Regions from separate parts of the Rattus norvegicus genome. Here region 2 is linked to region 1. The links are chromatin contacts, called in public Hi-C maps. All regions are on one chromosome and are shown on one strand. The core of a region is the stretch at or near the end of the contact, and the rest is flanking DNA. Distances in the headings are between cores, read along the strand shown.

The links. Hi-C and Micro-C count contacts between places; a contact is called where the count stands out from the background.
Region 2: a Hi-C map of frontal cortex shows a contact between it and region 1, with 2.3 times the contacts expected there. The contact joins the promoter of Prdm11 here to the enhancer-like site in region 1. A contact is called at or near these places in 3 of 12 Hi-C or Micro-C datasets (frontal cortex, kidney and psoas muscle).

Annotation. Positions count from the first base shown.
Region 1 is chr3:99,399,865-99,402,564 of GRCr8, reverse strand. All of the region lies in intron 5 of Prdm11 (PR/SET domain 11), which reads left to right. It overlaps LOC134486127 (a long non-coding RNA gene), which reads right to left. Exons shown (of 3, transcript XR_010064857.1): 3 at 2,259-2,459. Among named protein-coding and RNA genes, the nearest start is that of Prdm11, 59 kb to the left of the region's middle. Within about 2 kb of position 1,299, at least 20 of the 93 cell types and tissues checked have an H3K27ac peak or open chromatin away from gene starts, as enhancers often do.
Region 2 is chr3:99,459,116-99,461,815 of GRCr8, reverse strand. Prdm11 (PR/SET domain 11) reads left to right here and starts at 1,392. Exons shown (of 8, transcript NM_001271530.2): 1 at 1,392-1,466.

The sequences.
Region 1 (2,700 bases), core at 50-2,549:
CATACCTCAGGGACTTAGAAGCTGGCATTTCTCTGTGTGTGGTGCCAGTACAGGCTAAGGGGTGTACAGCAGGGAGTTTCAGAGGCGAGCCTGTGACCCGGGCTGCCCCTTCGCCCTTTTGTAATCATCTGTCCTTCTCTCCTTGTACACTCCAAGATGATGAAGATGAGAAAGCTCCTGGGCCCTCACAGCAGCCTCTTCGGATGCCCCTGCTACGTTCTCCAGAGGAAGAGGCCCTCCTGGCCAGGCCCACACTGCTCTGTTCATCTTCCTCAGACCAGTCCAAGATGCTGGGCCCTAAGCCAGAGGTCCTGCCCCATCCCTCACTCCAGGCCCAGGCATGCAGGACCCCAGAGCCACATCCCAATTCACCCACCATGAGCCTGGACTGGCATCTCCTGCATGCCCGTGCCCATCAGACCGAAATGTTCCAGAAGTTCTGCCAGGAGCTGGTGACTGTGCACCAAGACATGGCTGACAGCATGCATGTTATCAGCCAGGCTATGGCTGAACTGAACAGCCGTGTTGGTCAGATGTGTAAGACACTTATGGAGATCCGAGATGCAGTTCAAGCATCTCAGCATGGGCCAAAAGGGGCAGCTCCCATTGACTGCACTTTCCAGGCTCAGGCATCCCTGCCGGACCCTACAGCAGCTTGCCCAGAACCAGCCCCAACACGGACTACCAGGTCTCGGAAGAGAAAGCACAATTTCTAACATGGCCAGTTTGCATAAGGAGAAGCAATGCCGGTGGTGTCTGGCCTTGAGATGGGGGAGTCCCTTGTGTCCAGAAACGAGACCGATGACCCTGGGGCACAGTCATCTCTTCACCTGATGCAGTACAGCTTCCTGTGCTTTAACAGAGTGGGTATACAGCCCACCCCCATATCTCAGGAAGATGCTCAAGACACAAGAAAAGCTGCCTGCTTGAATGCTTGCTTGGCCTAGAAGGTTGCTCTCCTCATGGCCTGTATCCTGTAGCCTACGGAACAGGCCTTGCTGGGGCAGGGGGGCAGCATCCAACAGAATCTTGCTTCCAACTCAGGGCTGCAGCAGAGCTAACCTCCCAGGTCCTGATTCTGCCCTGTTCCCAGGTGGCGCGGCCTGTGGGTGGGCGGGGCTGGCTCAGCTGGGTGGGTGGGGCTGGCTCAGCTGGGTGGGTGGGGCTGGCTCAGCTGGGTGGGCAGGGCCCTAGCCTTGGTCCTGCGCTTGCCAGACATTGCTCAGCTGCTGTGCTTGCCTTTTGTGGGAGGAAGGAGAATGGGCGTGTGAGGAGGGGAAAGAGATGATCTGGCATTCTTAGCATACTGTAAGCTTTTCCCCAGCCTGCACATGACAGGCCATCTCAGGGAGCTTTCTGAGCAGTGAGAAGGCAGCCAAGTCAGTCTTTGCAATCACTGATTACTGGTCATTCCAATCCTAGTCATGCATCTCAGGGTTCAGAAACAACACAGCCATGTAGTGGGGACCTGGCCAGCTTTCATCAAGAGGCCAGATGTGGAGTGCTAATAGATGGGGATCTTCTCCTCACCCAAGCCCTGCCTTAGCTTCCACAGTTGGAAGAGGGAACAAAAACAGCATGGGGATGATTCTGCCAGCCTGTGATGCCTTGAGTCTCACAGCCAGCGGTGGGAGGTCCCGGGCTCAGGCCTCGGGAGCCAGCAGGCACACTGTCCACTCACTGGCTCTGAATAAGGCCGAGACCAATGAGGCTGTGTCCAGTCCATCTCCCAGCATGCTTTGCCTCTGCTTGCTTAGGCTGTATGTTCACTTAGCCATACACACTTCTAGCTTTGTGTTTTGCTTAAGGGACATGGTCAGAGAGCTGGGTTCTTGAGTTAGGGAGGAGAAACTAAGCCAAAGGCTTCACTCTGACCTAGGTGCAGCTTTGTCCTCCCTCCCTGGCCTGAGGCCGACCCCAGCAGACCTTTCACACCCTTCCTTTCTTCCTGAGAAACTAAGTGGACCTGGAAGCCCACTGGACCCAGTGCCCACTGAGGCTGTTGCTGGAGTTGTTTATAAACACACACCATGCTTTGTCTTACATGAAATGATAAACGGATGGCTCCTGCTGTGTCCCTGGGCCCTGGGCTTCATTGCCCCAATTTGTGGTTCTTTGGTGGTTCCTGCCCCATCAAACTGCATATTGTCTTGTCCAGTAATAGCCTGGTGCCTGGATTGCCCATCTATGCTGGAACCCAAGATGGCCTTCTCAAATAATTTTGTTAAGATGACAATAAAATGAATCAGATGTCACACTTTGAACACAGCCAGGCTCCAGAATCTTTTTTTTTTTTTTTAGTGTGTATTCTCTTTCTTCATATCCCAAGGAGACCCCACAAGTCTCCAGAGCAGGGGTTAGACGCTTAATGGAAAGTGTGTGGCGACGAGGGTTCTGTGGTCCTTGCATATCCTGGATTCCATAGACTCCCCATGGGCACACCCAACCCCATGCTTGCCCTGCAAAGGAAAGACAGTGTAGGCCAAAGGCAGCTGAGCATCCACGGCTGCTAGGTCAACTTTTCTTTTGTCCTGCACATCAAAGGTGACATAATGTTCAGTGAGTTTAACCTTGTGCTCCCCAAAAGTGTTGCAGTTTCCAGGGAGTGAAATAGTTTCTGACTGGAGACTTGAGAGGCTCCTGGATGACCATTAGGGGCCATCCTGGGACACACCTCTGTAGTGGCTGCATCTCCACTGA
Region 2 (2,700 bases), core at 143-2,642, 59 kb before region 1:
GTACCCGGTGCTTCAGAAAGCTACAGTTGTGGACACACAACCCCTAGCCGTTTCCATAGCATTACAGCTGCTTCTGGGCTCTTTACACACACCCTCAGGGCTCACCCTAGAGCTGGCAGCTGGACCTTACAGCTTTGCAAGATGAGGAAACAGGGTCAAAGCTACAGACACTCAAGGTCATACTGCAAGTGACAGACAAAGGATCCCAAGAAGCGCTTGTGTTATCAAGGTCAAGAGAAATACGGTCAAGAAGTTGCCTCCCCTCCCAGCCCCCATCGGGTCTCCAGGAGCTACAGCATCCTCAGGAGTACTTGACCTTGGAAAGCCCTCTGGGATCACCCTGGTAGAAGCTCGTTTCCCTTGGTAATCGGCTCCCCTAAGGTGACACCTTCTTGGGACTTTCTGGACCTTCCTGGACTACTTGGCACTGGGCAGGCCTTCCAAGATCTCTTACTAAGGTAGAATCCTTTTTGGCAACTTCTAGCCTAAGGTGAGGCCCTCCTACCGCTAGGAAACCCACCCTGCAGCAGCCTTCCCCTTGAGATCATTACAAAGAAGGGGTTGCTTGGGGTATGGTCGTTTTGGTTCCTATCTGACCACTCACACTTTCTTTAAACACCCTGGCATCACCACATCCCTTCAATATCTTTTTTGTTAAGTGCCATTTCACAGATGGATACAAGGAGGCACTAGCCAAGGAAAGTTAGAGAGCAGTCGGTCCCAGTTTTGTATTCTGATTTGGTACTGTACTTTGATCTGAGCAGCAAGTGACACTCACCCTTTAAGCCCCCTCCTGTAAATAGTTAATTTTTCTCATTTTTCTCACAGGCCCCAGAGCCCTTCCCCTTGTTGGTCCATGGGATACATGTTACCCAACTTCAGTTGATACTCAAATTGTCGAGCATCCAAAGGGTTAAAGGGGCCCGGAAAGGGACCCAGTAAGGGTTAAAATTATAAACGCATTTATCGCCCTCTGACTATTTTTTGGGTTGTAGACCGACAGCGTCGAAGCCGGGCAGAGCTAGGGGGCACCCTCGGATGGGCTTGCGCAAATGCCACAACTTTCCAGCACGACCCCCCGAAAGTATCCCGGGCGCAAAGTTGGCGCAGCCCGCTCCTCCTCCGCAGCGTCGCCCTCCCCGTGGGGCGCGCGGCGGGGACGCGCGAGCTCCCGCGCGGGGCCGGCTCGGGGGACGCGGGGCTCAGCGAGGCCCGGCTCCGGCCCCCTGAATTGGGGGGTCCGCGTCTGCCCCAAACGCCGCTTTCTTCCGTTTTCCATGTCATTTCCTGTACTAATAAGATGGTGGTCAAAGCAGGGGAGGAGAGCAGCAGCGAGTCGCCGCCGCGCTGCCGCTGGCGCTGAAACTTTGCCCGGCCGGGGACCCCGCGCGCGGCCGCCCCGTCCCGCCGCGTCCCGCCGCCCCGGCCCCGGCCCGGCCCGCCGCCCCGCGTGGGAACCCGCGAAGGTGAGTGGGCCCGGTGGCCACCGTGGCCATGAACGTGAACATGGCTTCGGAAGACGCTGGGCGGCTCGCCAACCGGCGCGGGGGCCGCGGCGACGAGTGCACGGGGACACTGGGGAATAGGGCGCAGGCGGGCGACTGGGCACCGGCCGGAGCACCGAGAGCGGGGTGGGTCCCAAGGTGGCCCAGGCCCGCAGGTCGTCGCCGCCGCCCGACGCGGGCCTCGGGCGGCCCAGCCTCCGCCTCCTTCCTCCGCGCACTCGCCCGCCTTGTTCCACTGTAGCCTTTTCCTCGGCTCCGCCGCGCGCTGACGGACGCGGCCGCCGGCCAATGGGAGCGGCTTCCCGGGCCCGGCGTTCGCTAAGAGAACGCGTAGACAGGGGGCAGGGCGGGGCGAGGGCGGGAGGCAGCCGCTGGCCTAGTTGCAGGGACCTGGTCGCCGGTGCTCCGGGGCCAGGCTGAGGGGCTTGGGGACTGCATGTCTCTCTGCGACCTGCCGCGGGCCTGGGGCGGCGGAGGGAGGGCGTGCCTTTCATCTATTTTAAGACTTGGTTGCGGCGTGGACTCTTCGGGAATTCGCCCCCGAGTGTCGTCTCCACCCCCCACCTCCTCATTCCTGGTCCCTAAGGTACTATGTGATGCAGAAACTGCAGAAACTTGGTGGCCAATGACCTTCCTCCGTCAAGGCCAGCGTGCCCTAGGCAAGTCGCTGCAGGGACTACCGAGCAACCCTGGGCTAATACAGCAAAAAGTTGCGGGTGTCTTGAGCCGGTCAGAGTAGGAGCTCAGACCCTTAGAATGAGTTGGTGACCTAGAGGAAGAAAGTCTATCTTTTGTTTTTTGACCGTGGGTTCGTGTGGAGGACAGCCGTGGTCTATGATTTAAAGTGATCTAGAAGAAGCACGCCCAGCCCTTTGTGCGTGGGGACTGCGAGCGGTGAAGGGAGCCTGCTCTTCATCTTGGGAATCCTCTAAACTTTGGGAGTTTTTTCTATCTGAAGCAGAATAATTTTCCATGAAGTATGATGCCCGTGGCACCCCAGCTTGCCTTGCCCTCTTGTCCCCTGCAGAGGAAGGCAGGGACTTTCCTAGGGTCTTGGTTGGTGGAGTACGGTGTATGGGTCAGAAGTCCCATATTCCTCTCATCTCTGGGGAGCCAGGCATGGATCTTCTGGGAACTTTCTGGGCACACGGCCCAGGCCCCTTGGTTTTTTTAGTTTCATGGAAAGGGCATCTTC